3 separate regions of the Mus musculus genome follow, and all the other regions are linked to region 2. Evidence: chromatin contacts called from public Hi-C data. All regions are on one chromosome and are shown on one strand. The core of a region is the stretch at or near the end of the contact, and the rest is flanking DNA. Distances in the headings are between cores, read along the strand shown. Region 1 has its middle 17 kb from the start of Gm24869. Region 2 holds the start of Sgip1 (SH3-domain GRB2-like (endophilin) interacting protein 1). Region 3 overlaps Sgip1 (SH3-domain GRB2-like (endophilin) interacting protein 1).

Evidence for each region. Hi-C and Micro-C count contacts between places; a contact is called where the count stands out from the background.
Region 1: a contact with region 2 is called in a Hi-C map of rod photoreceptor, with 2.4 times the contacts expected there. The contact joins the enhancer-like site here to the promoter of Sgip1 in region 2. A contact is called at or near these places in 1 of 39 promoter capture datasets (macrophages), 1 of 15 datasets of contacts at CTCF or cohesin (pro-B cells), 7 of 484 Hi-C or Micro-C datasets (cerebral cortex, conventional type 1 dendritic cells, cortical glia and 4 more), 1 of 115 datasets of contacts at active chromatin or transcription factors (SST interneurons) and 1 of 9 other capture datasets (adipose tissue).
Region 3: a Hi-C map of the N1E-115 cell line shows a contact between it and region 2, with 2.4 times the contacts expected there. The contact joins the enhancer-like site here to the promoter of Sgip1 in region 2. A contact is called at or near these places in 4 of 484 Hi-C or Micro-C datasets (the N1E-115 cell line, cerebral cortex, liver and 1 more) and 2 of 9 other capture datasets (liver and pancreatic islet).

What each region holds. Positions count from the first base shown.
Region 1 is chr4:102,718,017-102,722,359 of GRCm38.p6, forward strand. No RefSeq gene overlaps it. Among named protein-coding and RNA genes, the nearest start is that of Gm24869, 17 kb to the right of the region's middle. Within about 2 kb of position 1,750, at least 33 of the 459 cell types and tissues checked have an H3K27ac peak or open chromatin away from gene starts, as enhancers often do. A contact at or near this core is called in pro-B cells and rod photoreceptor, where this site is marked.
Region 2 is chr4:102,758,433-102,763,533 of GRCm38.p6, forward strand. It overlaps Sgip1 (SH3-domain GRB2-like (endophilin) interacting protein 1), which reads left to right and starts at 1,703. Exons shown (of 26, transcript NM_001285852.1): 1 at 1,703-2,133. The coding sequence starts at 2,124.
Region 3 is chr4:102,809,750-102,814,118 of GRCm38.p6, forward strand. The region is part of intron 1 of Sgip1 (SH3-domain GRB2-like (endophilin) interacting protein 1); the gene reads left to right. Among named protein-coding and RNA genes, the nearest start is that of Sgip1, 52 kb to the left of the region's middle. Within about 2 kb of position 2,967, at least 10 of the 459 cell types and tissues checked have an H3K27ac peak or open chromatin away from gene starts, as enhancers often do. A contact at or near this core is called in the N1E-115 cell line and liver, where this site is marked.

The DNA.
Region 1 (4,343 bases), core at 500-2,999, 40 kb before region 2:
GAGGGGAAAGAATTTGTTTGACTTATGGTTCCAAATCACTGTTCATCACCAAAGGAAGCCAAGACAGGACCTCAAACAGGGCAGGAACCTAGAGGAAAGAAGTGATACAGAGGCCATGGAGGGATGCTGCTTACAGGCTTGCTCATTATTGATTGCTTAGCCTGATTTCTTATAGAACCCAGGACCACAAGTCTAAATATGGTACCACTCTCAATAGGCTGAACTCTCCATCAATCAATAATTAAGAAAACACCCTAGAGCCTTACCTATAACCTGATCTTATGGAGACTTGAGCTTGTGTCAAGTTGACATGAAACTATCCAGCACAGATTATAATCGGCTATTTAGTGTTCTCCTTAAAATACTGTATTAAATTCTAACATGTAGCAACCCCAGAATGCTAGTGTTTTAGGGGAAAGGATCAATGGAGGGGTGACACAGTTGCAATGAGGTCATTGGTACAGGCCCCAACCCAACATGACTAGTGATTTTAGTAAGTATGGATCCGAGTCTGAAGCACCTCTGCAAAAATCCCCAGGATTCTGTATCCTGGAACAATGAGCTGGACCAGGAACCTATGGATGTTGATAGAGACAGTGGTCCTGTATTATGGAAGGGGAGTGGTAGTCTCAAGAGTAGAAACGAGCTGCTGAGCAGGGACCATAGGAGCTCAAGAGCTCAGACCACCTGAGTTTACCATCCTATGTTTACATAGAACTACTTTCTCATGACCTCGTCTTGTATTTGCTGTTCATTGCTGTTGTAGGGGTAGAGAGGAATTTTAGTCTTTATGCCAACTTGATTCTTTCATCTGGTAATCATGATGCCCCATTTCGGTGCCACTACTCTACTGTCAAAGTACCTTCATAAAAAAGGAAAATCTGAAAATAGACAAGGATAAAGAAAAGATAACATGAAGACACTCTGAGTAGAACATGCCATTTTTAAGTCAAGAGTATCTGAAGCAAACATTTTTCTCACGAACCTCAAAGGGGAACCAAACCCTTAATCTTGGACTCCGGAGCTGTATGAATATAAATTTCTGTTGCTTGAGCCACTAAATATGTATTACTTGTTATAACTTAATATTGAGGAGCAAGGGATCATGAATACGCAAGTTTCAAAATAATTCTAAGAAGGGTGTTAGCATGTTATTTTAAGTTATGTTGACTAATGCAGGGTAGTCTGTGAAGAGATAGTATTATTTCAGCTTTGTATCACTGTTCAAAAATACTCAAAATAATTAACCAACAAGAGAAAATGCCTATATGATTCACAAGTTTTGAGAGTCTAGTTTAGGACTGACTGATTCCATGAGTTGGGGCTTCTGCTGGGGGCATTGGATGTCAATGGTGGGTCATGTGACCAATCACAGCAGCTGATGTTACAACCAGAAAGCAGGATCTAACCCAGCAACCTCAGGACCTCTCCTTAGGACCCACCTCTGAGGATCCACTACCTCCAAGTAGTAGCACCCTGGAAGCCAAGATGTTAGTACAAGGACCTTTGAAGACATTTCTCTAAATCATAGCAGAGACATAGACTAGTGGAATCAAATAGAAAGGACAAAGACATAGACTGTATTTTAGTGATATTGAAAGATGACAGACAGCAAAAGACATGGTACAAGTGTTGGGACAATGTGATTTGCTTGGGAAAATTGAAATTTGATTCTTACCTTGTACAAACATAAAATGTCACTGCCAGTAGATGGCGCTTAATACAGAGCTCCATACTGGTTAAACTGCAGAGAATAAGAAAACTGTGGAGGGCTCAGTGTAAATGGGGCATGGGTATCACACCTCCTCCATTCAGGGCTCAGGGATCATGGAAAAAGATGGAGCTAGAAGATTGTAAGAGCCAGAGATTGCTCAGAACTGTTGCAAAGCAGTGTTTTCTGGACATGATAGTCACCTTGCACACAAGAACTCAACTGGCTGTGGCTGTGCACACTACCTACATTAGATCAAGCCAATAAAAATACAAATGTGGATGGTGGAGAGACCCACAAAGCTCCATCCTAGCTGAGGAGTTCTTGGTAGTTGGTGGTTGCCAATAGAGGGAGTATTGGTTTTCTTCTGAAATGCAGCTGTGGTAGTTGCCCAAGATAGAGTAAATGATCTCATTCCCACAACATGTCCTCATAGCACCAATTGAACTCAGTGGTTAAAAAGGACATACATGAACATAAGAGGAAGGACACGAACATAAGAGGAAGATGTGGTTTCAGGGGAGAAGTTAGAGGGGAGGGACTGAAGGTGAATTTCATCAAAACACATTGTAAACATATATGGCATTCTCAAAAAATAATTAGAATTTTTTAATTAAAAATAAATTTCTACCAAATAGAACAAAGTCTGAATTCTAGGAGAAATCACATTTGCAATCTAGAATATAGGACACTATCTTGGACAGGAAAGTGCCATTAAACCAGACTCAAAAGACATCCATAGTGGGTGGAGAGATGGCTCAGCCATTAAGAGCACTGGGTGCTCTTCCAGAAGTCCTGAGTTCAGTTCCCAGCAACCACATGGTAGCTCATAAAACCATCTGTAATGGGATTTGATGCCCTCTTCTGGTGTGTCTGAAGACAGCAACAGCGTACTCATAGACATGAAGTAAGTAAATCTTTTTCTCAATCAGCACAAAGGAAAGGCTGGGAATAACTCAACTACAGTAAAATTAAACATGTATGTTTACAAAAGACAATAAGAAATTAGGGAAAAGACACATTTACACCAGGAAAATTATTCAGAGTAAACATAACTGAAATTCACCAATGGCTATTACAGTTGAGTAAGGAAAACAAAATAACTATATTGCCTAAAAGGGCAAACTATATATGCATAGCAGTTTGTCGAGCAGGAGGATAAAGAGATGCTCAAAGCAAATTAAAACCAACCCTTACTGAGGTAAATGTTAAAAAATCTAGTACTAACCAATGCTGGGAAGGGTGTGTCCCTCTCGTGGAGAGTAATGGATAGAGCCTATTCTGAGAACTAGTTAGCAATAGTTAATCAACTTGAAAATAAAAATCCACTTAATAATTCACTAATCCAGCTCCCCCTCCCGTGTGTGTGTATGTACAAAGAACATATATACATTTATATGCATGTACTTTCAGTAGAAAATCATTGAAGAGTCTTTCTACATGCAAATGGGTCCATAATCTTTTTTTTTAGCAGTAAGTGAATATGAGCACCACAATAAACATGCTTGATTCTCACAACCTAAGTAATTACATTTTAAATGAAAATGTATGATATATATGTGTATATATATATGCATATTATATATATGACTTCTCTGCCACTGTACATCTGTTAGAATGTATAAACATATATATATATATATATATATATATATATATATATATATATATATATATACACATACACACACACACTGTTGATATCAAGCTAAAGTGAAGCCATTGTTAATAGTAACATACATGGAGTGTTAAAAATATATTGCCTAAGAATTGAAATCTCAGACTGGGGAGATGTTGTAGTCAGTAAAGTGCTCACTGAACAAGCGTGAAGATCTAAGTTCAGATCCCAGTGCTCACATAAAAGCTGCATTTCATTGGGCATCTCTATAACCCTAGCACAGAGCTAGGGTGTTTGGAGTTCAGTAAAAGATTCTGCCTCAAAACCTAAGGCAGGAAGTAACAAAGGAAAACATCTAATGTCGACTCTACCACCACTCACACAAGCACGCACACACACTTACTCCATCACCACCTACACACACACTCACACGCACTTACACACAGAGGGGAGGTGGGAGGGAAGGAGAGAGGATAAGGGAATGAGGGAGGGATGAAGGGAAGAAAGGAAAGAACAGAAACCTCAAGTTCAAATTTAAGGCACTCTTTTTATTGGCAGAGTAGTGCTAGGCTCAACACATAGATATAGCATCTATTTTAGTAAGGACTTATTTCTTCCATTTATTATACCAAATTTGTGTCTGTTACATAGATTAAAGCTTTAATGTATTAAAGGACACTAATAATTTTACTGTAAGTTCTGTTACATTCCAATCATTACAAGTGACACTAATTATCAGTCATTACCTCCTTCTCTAATCATAATTTATCATTTCCCATGATTACCGTTATTCTTCCATAGCCTGACAAGAAAAGCAGAAATCTACATAACCCATTAACCAAACAAGATAATTTTGATGCTGGAAATGGAAGCAGATGACTATAATCCCAGCACTTGAGAGGCTGAAGCCAGAAGGTTGTGACTTCTAGGACAGCCTGGGCTATGTAGTTAGATCCTGCCTCAAAAGAAATAAGCAAACAACAGCAACAGCAACCAGGTCTTGAGAGACATAGA
Region 2 (5,101 bases), core at 453-2,952:
AGTTTTTAGAGCCAATCAACTTGCCCTTAAGACAAGTGTTACTTTGTAATCTCTTCCTTTTAAAACTCTACGGCCTCATAGGCCTCGGGAAAAAGCCACGAGCATGTATAGCTCTCAGGAGACTTTAATGTTTAAATGCAGAAGCCACAGAAAGATGGATCCTTGTGGGAAAACAATGAGGCTTTTAAAAATTATTATTATTGCTATTATCATTAATTATTATTATAAAACTCTTGTAAGTTACTAAGAAGCTGAGTTGCTTTTTGATTTTGACTAATTCATCTCTTCGTTCGGCCTCTTTAGTATTTCATAGCCACCAATATCTCGTATTCCCTCTGGAGGAAAGAATCAGACTATGTCGAGATCTGGGTAATACTAAGTGAGGGTGTTATAAATGATCAGCCCTATTGTTAGTTTCTGACCTGATCTTCAATAAAGAGATTTTCATAGCCCCGGCTTTGCTATTCTTCCTTAGTTTAAAGACCTTTCTCTAGCCTTTTCATCATCTGCTCCCTACAGTGATAGGCCTTCCTTACTCGATTCAATTTATTTCTTTTTGCTTTGTTTTAGCCTGGTTAAACCCAGGATCACAGGACACCAGGCCTGGGAGTCCCTCCCTTTGAAGGACTCCTAGGACTTTTGATAGCACTCAGGTGACAGACCCTCAGCTCCACCAGACCTTGTGCCTGAACCTTTCCCCATTCTAGCAAGTTGCCAAGGCCCAGGCTCCGCCCATTCCTCCAGCGCAACCTGGACCGATTGCCTTCCTCTCTGGATTTCCCTTGGGGTGAACGACTGGGCTCCTAGGCGACTGAAGACTGCAGGAGGAGCGTCTTGCAAAACCTGCCATGTAGCAGCGGCTTCAGTTGGCAGCTGTAGCCGAGGCTGCAAGCGAGGCTCCCCACCTGGGGCAGGCGTCTGCCCAGCTCGGCTGGAGGACGCGGTGACGGAGGGCCCCCGCAGCCCCGGGGTCGCGGCTGCGGAGCGGAGTGCGTGGGAGGAGGCGACTCGCGCACGCCTGAGGCGGCCAACGCTTAGACTCTTGCCTTCAATCCCCCTCTCCCGCCTCTCGCCCCAGAAATGAGCTGGAGCATCGCCTGTTTGATTCCAGAGCCCGAATCGGGTGGGTTCTTTTGTTTCTTTGTTTTAATGACAGTTGCCAGCCCTTGGGCATGTCATGCGCAATTAATTTCCTGCTTCCTTTCAAGGCAGCTGGGATGAATTTTTTTTCCTGCATCATCCTTTGGGGGATGGTTGTTTATGATGTGACGTCAGCGAATTGATTTTTCTCTCGTGAATGAGAGGAAGAGACACACAAGGAGAGACAGAGAGACCTAGACAGAGAGACAGGGCGCGGGGGGTGTGGGGGCCAGAGAGACCTAAAGAGAGCGCGAGCCAGCCACAGATGACAGATGTGCACAGAGGCCAAGCGCTGACATTTGAAATTCCTTCAGGTCAAAGTGAGGTTGGAATGGGAGTGTAAACGTGTGTTGCTAAGATCTGGAATTACTAAGAAGTGTTTTCTTAAAAAAATAAGTAAAAGAGAGAAAAACGAAAAAAAAAAAAAAATCCCTGGGATCAGCCTCCTGGGCTTCTTTCTTGCTGGCATCCCCTGTCAGGGTGGCAGTTCAGATCATCGGGCGCCCCAGAGCCGCAATAGGCTTGCAAGGACCACGAGGAGGGGCGGGGGAAGTGCGTCACCAGGTGGGGAAGGGGCTGTGTGTTTGGAGAGGAGCGGGAGGCAGTGGGGGTAGCGAGCAATGGGGACGGGAAATGGGTTCCGTGCGCTCTCCGGGGGTATTGTGTCAGGAGATGCAGGCTGGCTACCATGTGACGCGGTCCAGAGCTGAAGGGATTGGCCGAGGCAGCGCAGGCGGTGCAGCTCGCCGGCTTGCTGTTCCTCTCTGCCTTTCTCTCACAGCATCTTCCTGGGAGACTGTAGGTGAAGCAGCACTAGCTGCATCCATGGCCGGTCTTTCGGGTTAACACTTGTCTCCTTTGGCTTGGCAGCAAGCAGAGCAGACCTCAGCGGCAGCTTTGTGAGGACTTAGCTGGGACCTGGAAGCGTATCCTCCTGTGTTTTTTCTGACTTCTTGGAAAATAAGGAATGCAATTCTGCCACCATGATGGAAGGTAGGATTCCCTCTGCTGTGGTTGGCTGGCTCCAGGCAAGATTTGGGTAGACCAGTATGGAAGAATGCATGCAGCCCGTGGTGTCTGTGTCTAGAACCTGGCTGCCAGGATTTTTGCAAGCAGATACTGCAGCTTGCTTGCAACCGGGCCCAGGCTTAGACTAATGGAATCAAACCACAGGGTTTCTGTCTAGCTCAGAATCTCCACAGCTCCCAGCCTCTTTGAAAAGAGAAAAGCCTAAGTGTTTGCAGAGAGCTGAGGCAGCCAAGAATAAGGTCTCAGAACAAACAAGTTGGGGAAGAAGATAAGGGGTTTCTGTGGAAGGTTAAGCACGCTGGTTAAATCTTTGCAATGGAAAGTATTTTCCGAAATTGATATTAGACAGAAGAGGTCATCGAGAGAGTTATCTATGCTGGCATTTTCAGTGAACTGCTTACATATCTTATAAGATATTCTGATCTTTGAGGTTTGCATTATAGTATTGGAGTGAGGGGTGCAACAAATTTGGTTCATAAACTGGAGTTTTATGAGGGCTGTCATTGCAGCAGAATGAACGATCTAAGAAAAAGACCTGGGCCTCTTTGCTCCTTCATCAGGTTCAGACCAGTTCGTAGAGGAAATGGCTCTTAGTTTAGCATCAAGTGATTAGTTGCTGATTATCTTACTGCATTTAATACTAAGTGTAGGGAGGACCTTCCCCTGGGAGATGCTATTTAAACTACATTTTATTCTACCAGCTTGCCCTTTCCAGTCTAAGATAGTGACAGCCAACATCACCTCAGAAAAAGCAACAAATTGGTCAGAGAAGAAGCAGACAGCTCTATGTTGCCTTTGATTATCTGTTTTCACATTGCAGGATGGGGTAAAACTCCTGGCCTTTCCTAAGATGACAGGCAGAAATTTTGGACCCAGGCTAGATTTTATAATGCAGAACCTAGTGCATAATGGGTCTCAGATCAGCCACAGAAATGTCAGAGGGGCCACCTAAAGCCAAGGTCTGTCCTACCAGTTGCCAATGGTCAATGGACCTTAGCAATTTACCAAACTGGAATAAAAGGGAGATGGTTTCAACAAAACCAGTGAAGCTCCCCTTGTCTCTCCGCCACCCTCCTTTCCCCCTTCCCACCCCCCCCCCCCCGTCATCATGTCAAATGTCATTAGTGTGACTCCAGGGAGAGAAGAATTCTGGGGTAGAAGCTCATAGATTCAGGGAAATAGCCTTAAATGGAGGCAGCGCATCATTCCGTTTAGAGCCTGGTCTTGTGTTCAGAGAGCTAAGTGAGATTGTTAAGATTCTATGGTTAAATCAATTTTAGTTAATTCCAAATGAATGTAATCTTTGACTAGCAAGGCAAGATAAACAGAAAAAGTGTAACTTACATACTTTTTAATTCAAAGCCCACAAGACTTATCCTCATCAGGAAAAAAAAAAAGATAACTTGTCTATAGAAGGGTACTATTTTTATAGCTAAATTTGACAAAGGACGTGTTGAAATGCATCTGCATACATTCTGATTCAGTTCTAATCTTCCATGGGAAATTTGAGGACCGTTTCTTTCACTTCTGGGCTTGAAACTATCCCATGAGTTCTTTGGAGGTTGGTAGCATTTCCTGATGATCACTAGTGGTTCTCCTGGTAATCAGGTCTGTTGTGCCATCCGGAACATCAGCTTGAAGGCCTAAGATAAGCTTATCTGAGCTGCAGAAACTGAAACGGGAACTCTAACAAAGACTGGTGTTGAGATGAAGTAGCACTGTGGTTAGCTTGCCCAATTTATCTAATGGAGGATGTTATCTTCTCACTGGTGGGATCAGAGATGACAGGATGGGTTCTGCGGCCTCTAATGAATCTCCACAGGAGAAATTAGACAGGTGTGCCCCCTGCTTTCGAATTCCACGTGAAACGAATAAACATTTTCTATTTGTAATTCCTATTTAAAAGGTCTCCTATTAATTGTTCAGTGACCTTGGAAAAACAGGTAGGACCCTTAATCAGAAATCTATTTCCCAGTCAGTGGCTTTCCAACTAAATTGCCAGTCTTTTTCACAACGCCTATGTCTATTTCTGATACTGCATCCCAGAATTCCTGCTCTAAATTTGTCTTACTCCGAAGATGTGTTACAGCAGTTATGTCCATTGAACCACCCCCAGAGAATACCAGGGTATTGCACATGCCACAATAACCTTGGAAAGATGAGAACTCACCCAAGGTGCCAGAAATGCTGTCCTAGCAGGTCTCAGGTGAAATGCCATGTGTGTCTTGTGAGATTACACTGCCAAGCATCTGCATAGTCTGTTCTCAGCCAGAGCCTATGTGACACATACACATGGTCACACATGCATGTGCAGTCATGCACATAAACACAGTTCTAGAGAGGCTGTAGTTGATACTAACATGTGCGCGTGCGTGCACACTGCTATATTGCTGCAGTGATTCTGTCTGCTGCTTGGGGAAAGTCTGGCAGGGCAACTTTTCAGCCCCTCCTCTACTTTGTGGGGAACAAGAATAAATACATATTTAGATGAATGCATTATGGTTCAGATTCATATCTCTGTTTGATTGGAACAGGATGTAGGCTTCGTTCATCCAGTCTCTTTTGGAAGGCCTGGTCTTAGATGAGGAGTGGTACCACCTCCCTCTTGCTCTCATACTGAGAGCCAACTTCATAACTGCAGGATCCTTCGACAAATCACTGTGTGGTTCCATTGCTTTATTTCAGTTATCCTCATGAAAGCAGTATCCTTGACTTGTTGCTTCCTGAATTCTTTATATTTTTGACAGTGGTTGGTATTGAGTTGTTTCTTTGCTGAGAAGAACTACATGATGATGTTTGGATGTAGAATGGGAGTGAAGGTGGTAAGCAAAAGGAACTTTTGCTGTGGCTATGTGTGTTGCTGGTGCTGTGTGCATTGCTGGTGCTAAGAAGGGGTCAGTGTGGTTAGGGCAGGGAATCAGGGGCTATTCTT
Region 3 (4,369 bases), core at 1,717-4,216, 53 kb after region 2:
CCCAGGACACTCTCTGTGAAAGAGGGTCAGGTCCCAGGCTGCGAAGTGAATGGGGAGCCATTGTTCTCTGGTGATCTAAGAAAAGGTACTCTGCTCCAAGTTTTTGATTAAGTGAGAGGAAGCACACTTCACAGGCCAGAGATATAAAGGGCTTTGACAATTTATGTCTCTGTGAAAGCAATGAACTCATCTCCAGTCAAAGATGAGAAGGAATTAGAAACAAAAGTTCACTGGTTTAGTTTAAAATAATGCCTCATCTTCAATAATCTAAGATTTTGCTTATATAACTTTAGCCTCAACAATCTCATTCTTGATTCTTTGATCATAGCTAACTGTAACAGTGTTAGCAGTTGTACTCTGCTAGGAAAAGCCAACATAACATAGGTAATATACATATCTGCCTTATATATGTGTTCCAACTGCATCTCACAGGCCACATGCAACCACATGTAGCAGAGAACAGCTGTGAATGTGGCACATTACAGGTGATAACTTACTTAACACATTATGAGTTTTTGAAGTTTTGTGTAAGTGTGCACAGGGGCACGTGCATAGGAAACCATGTGCCTGTGTAGACCAGGGGCAACCTTGAGTGTGATCCCTCCTCTGTTACTGTGCACTTTGTTTTTTGAGTCAGTCTGGGACTAACTTGATTAGGCTGGGCTATCTGGCCAAAAAGCAGTGATCTGCTTGTGTCTGCTTCCCCAGTGCTCCATATTACTGTACCTGCCTTTTTAATATTGATTCAGGTCATTGAACTTGTGTCCTAATGTTTGGACAGCAAGCAATTCACCAAGTGAGCTACCACCCCCAGCTTGCATCATGTTTGATGTAACTCATGTCTCTCAACCATAAATTTGTAGATGACTGGACATTTGTACAAGAAAATCCAATTAAAATTATGATTTATAAAAAAATATGAGTATTAGTTGACATTAACTGTCAACATGACACAGCCTGGGCTCACCTGAAAATACAAGTCTTAACTGACTTCCTGTCTTTATCAGGATGGTCCATAGACATTTTATGATGAAATGTCTTGATTGCCTTAATTGATGGGCCCAGCCCACTCTGGGCAGCACCATTCGTAGGCAGGCGGTCCTAGGAATGAAGCATGAATTTGTGTGTGAGCCAGAGAGTAAGAGAGACAGCAGAGAGCATCCTGTATGGTTCCTGCTATCCTTCAGCTTCAGTGCGTTCCTTGTCAAAGGTAATGCTGCGTGGAACAATAAGCATCCCTGCCTTTAGGTTCCTGCTGTGACTCCCTCGGTGATGCACCAGTGACCTCAAAAAAGTCTAAGGCAAAATTAACCATTTTCCATTAAGTTTCCTCTTAGTGCTCTGCTCAGAGTGTTTTGTGGCAACACCAGGAGGGAAACTAGAGCTACATAAGTAACTTTATTTCACACATGCTTGCACACACCCAGTGTCCAAGATGCCTGAATTACACGTGCCCCTTCAGGTCCTGTCTCGAAGTTGTTTATCAAAGAGATGAGACTTCAGGATGCATGGCCTCCTTTGACAAAGCGACCAGCTGTGACCACATGCTAGAAAAGTCCACCTGGTCTCGATTAAACACAGAAGATGAATTTGCAAGGAATGGCTCAGAAGCTCTTTTTATAGTATAGAGGAGAGCAGCAGAACTACCCAGAGTAGTCAGTCACTGATTGTGATACATTAACCATTTGCACCAGCATTTATAAAACATTTAGGTTAAGTCCATTTTGCAGAGTCCTGGGGAATAGATCTCTGGGGTCCTTAGTTCGTCTCTGTGCTCCCTCTGGGTTCTCAACCACTGGGGTTGACTATTTGCTTCACAGCCAGCCTTGACTGTGAAGAGATTGACAATACTAATCTTTATTTACATAAGCAAAGGCCAAGGTCCTCCGTGTCTCCGTCAGCCCTGTCTGTGTTCTGTCCTCTGTTTAGGCCCTTTCCTTCCTGCTCTGTTTAGTGTCTACTAAATATTTCTCTGTTACATGTTCTTACATTTGTTCATATGGCTGGTTTATATCGGGATATTATCAGTAAGAAGAATATTTCTTTAATTCTAATCCCCCTAATATAATAGTCAATAAATCTCCATTGCATGCTTTATCTCTAGTTAGTAATAGTTAACATTTTGGAAAAAAAATATTAGCTTAAAAGCCTTTTGGGGCTGAGTGGAACCTTTTTATGGAATAGAAAGGAGTCCAGTCCTTAGAGGGATCCCAAGAAGTAGATTTGAGATAAGCCAGGAAGTAGAATGAGCCGGGTCTAGGCTAGCTGCTGTTAGGTTTTCAGATTAAAGTGAGTCTGTTGATTTGGCATCTGCTTCTACTTAGACTCTAAGATTTCTGAATTTGTAAATTAGATGTTAGCCTCTCCATCTCTTCAGTACCTAGCATTTAGTGCAGATAGTAAAAGGGGAGAGGGGGAGGAGTTTGTTGCTGTCAAACTTGGCCCTTGGAGTGAACAGATGCTGAGCAGACGTGGTTTGGACCACTCACTGCCCAGACGAATCAATTTAAGTTCCTTAAAAAGATGCTCGTCTCTGACTATTGAGGAAGAAAATATTTCAGCAGATATCTGTCCATCTCCTAAGCCTGCAACAATTTCTTCTTCAGGGCCTGTTAAAATCTAGCCCCTGTTATCCACCCAGATCTTATTAAATTCCTCTCTTCCTAGGTAGCTTAATTGGCTTAAAAGGCAAAACAAGTCTATTTAAACTGCTCTACTGTTCACAGAGTCTTTTTCCATGAGACAGAACCACTCAAGCTGATGAATTACCAAGAAGCCTTCCTCCACCAGGGTGTTCTGCAGGGTTTCAAGGTTGTCAGATGTCTAGCAATATCTGAAATGTGATAGTAACTTTTATTTTAGCAAGATATGTTAATCCACTTAACAGAAAATAACATCAGGACAGTGGGAGGGGATTGGTGAGGTTGTGGCTTGCTGGGGGAATGTGAGCAAAGTTCTGTTCATCCCAGGTACAGTATAGTGAACAGTAAGTACCGCAGGACCAGCGGACCAGTGAATTTACTGGGAACACAGGGCATGGGGTAGGGCTCACCTCCAGGAAAGCAGGTGCATCCCCAGAGCCCACCGCATAGGTAATGACTCCGGGAAGCTGCACACCAGACTTCCCGACCAACTTGTTGCTCCATTGCAGAAGCTATCCTCTAGCAATAGCTCAGCGCTGAAGCACAGGGGAGGGGTCTCTCAGGTTTTGTGGGTTTCTTGAGCTCCCTGAGCCCTAGGAGACTCTCTTCTCTTTGGGACTGGATATTTTAATTTGAAGTATACAGTGATACAATGAGTGTGTAGCTCAGTGGTACAACACTGACCTGCCATGCAATAAGGCCTTGGATTCTATGCACAGCACGCATGTGTGTGTGCACACGCACACGCGCGCACGCGCGCGCGCACACACACACACACACACACACACACACCTTAGTGGATCATGCATACACAAAAATTCATGAAAGTAGGAGAGGGACTAGTTCAGGAGAAGCAGGAGCAAGATAAAGATATGATCAAAATATATGTATTGCATATATGTATGTATTGTGTACATGTATGTAATTGTAGGAAAAAAATGAAGCTGTAAAAGTAACAACAACAACACAGGATAAGAGTGGGCAGAAAGCCTTTCTTCCCTGCAGCCCAAACCCATGCCCATGGGTATGTGAGCAGATTTGACAGATGACAGTCTACATGTGGTGTCTGTCTTTGGAGAGCCTGTGCTTGCCTACTTCGAGCTCTTCTCAAATGTTTCTCATTGGTGACCAGGCTTGCCACGCCTCCCGCCCGCCAGACAAGAGCAACCAGTGCAGCAATGGCTCATTGACGCACAGGGATACTGCCCGGGCAGCATCCCCATCAGAAGCGTCCCTGAATTACTTTCCAAGCACACCTGTGTTTTCCTCTATCCCTGCAATTATCTGTGCTCTTTGGGCCCCGTCTGGCTCTGTGCCTTTATCTCTGATCACAGCATAAGTTTATATTTTGCCTGCCTGCCTTTTCTCATCGTTCATTTCGTGCATGCCCTTTCCCCTGTTGCCTCTTGAGTTCTTGGCGGTGATTTTGTTTGTTTTCTTCTGCTTTGTCTCCCTTGACTGTCTACTGTAACCTTCCATCAATTTCCAGGCAGACTCTGCATCAGGGAGACTCTGACCACTTACGGCATCTTTTAGACCTTCCATCATGGAGCCTGAGACTTAATGCTTCTGACATGATATAGCATGTTTTTATGGGGAATGGGTCTACAAAGTAAAGTTACGTTAATTTGGACCTCTAGCCAAAAGGTCCGTCTGCTTCTACTTAGACTGTAAGATTTTTGAATTTATGAATTAAATGTTAGTGTCTCCATTTCCCCAATATCTAC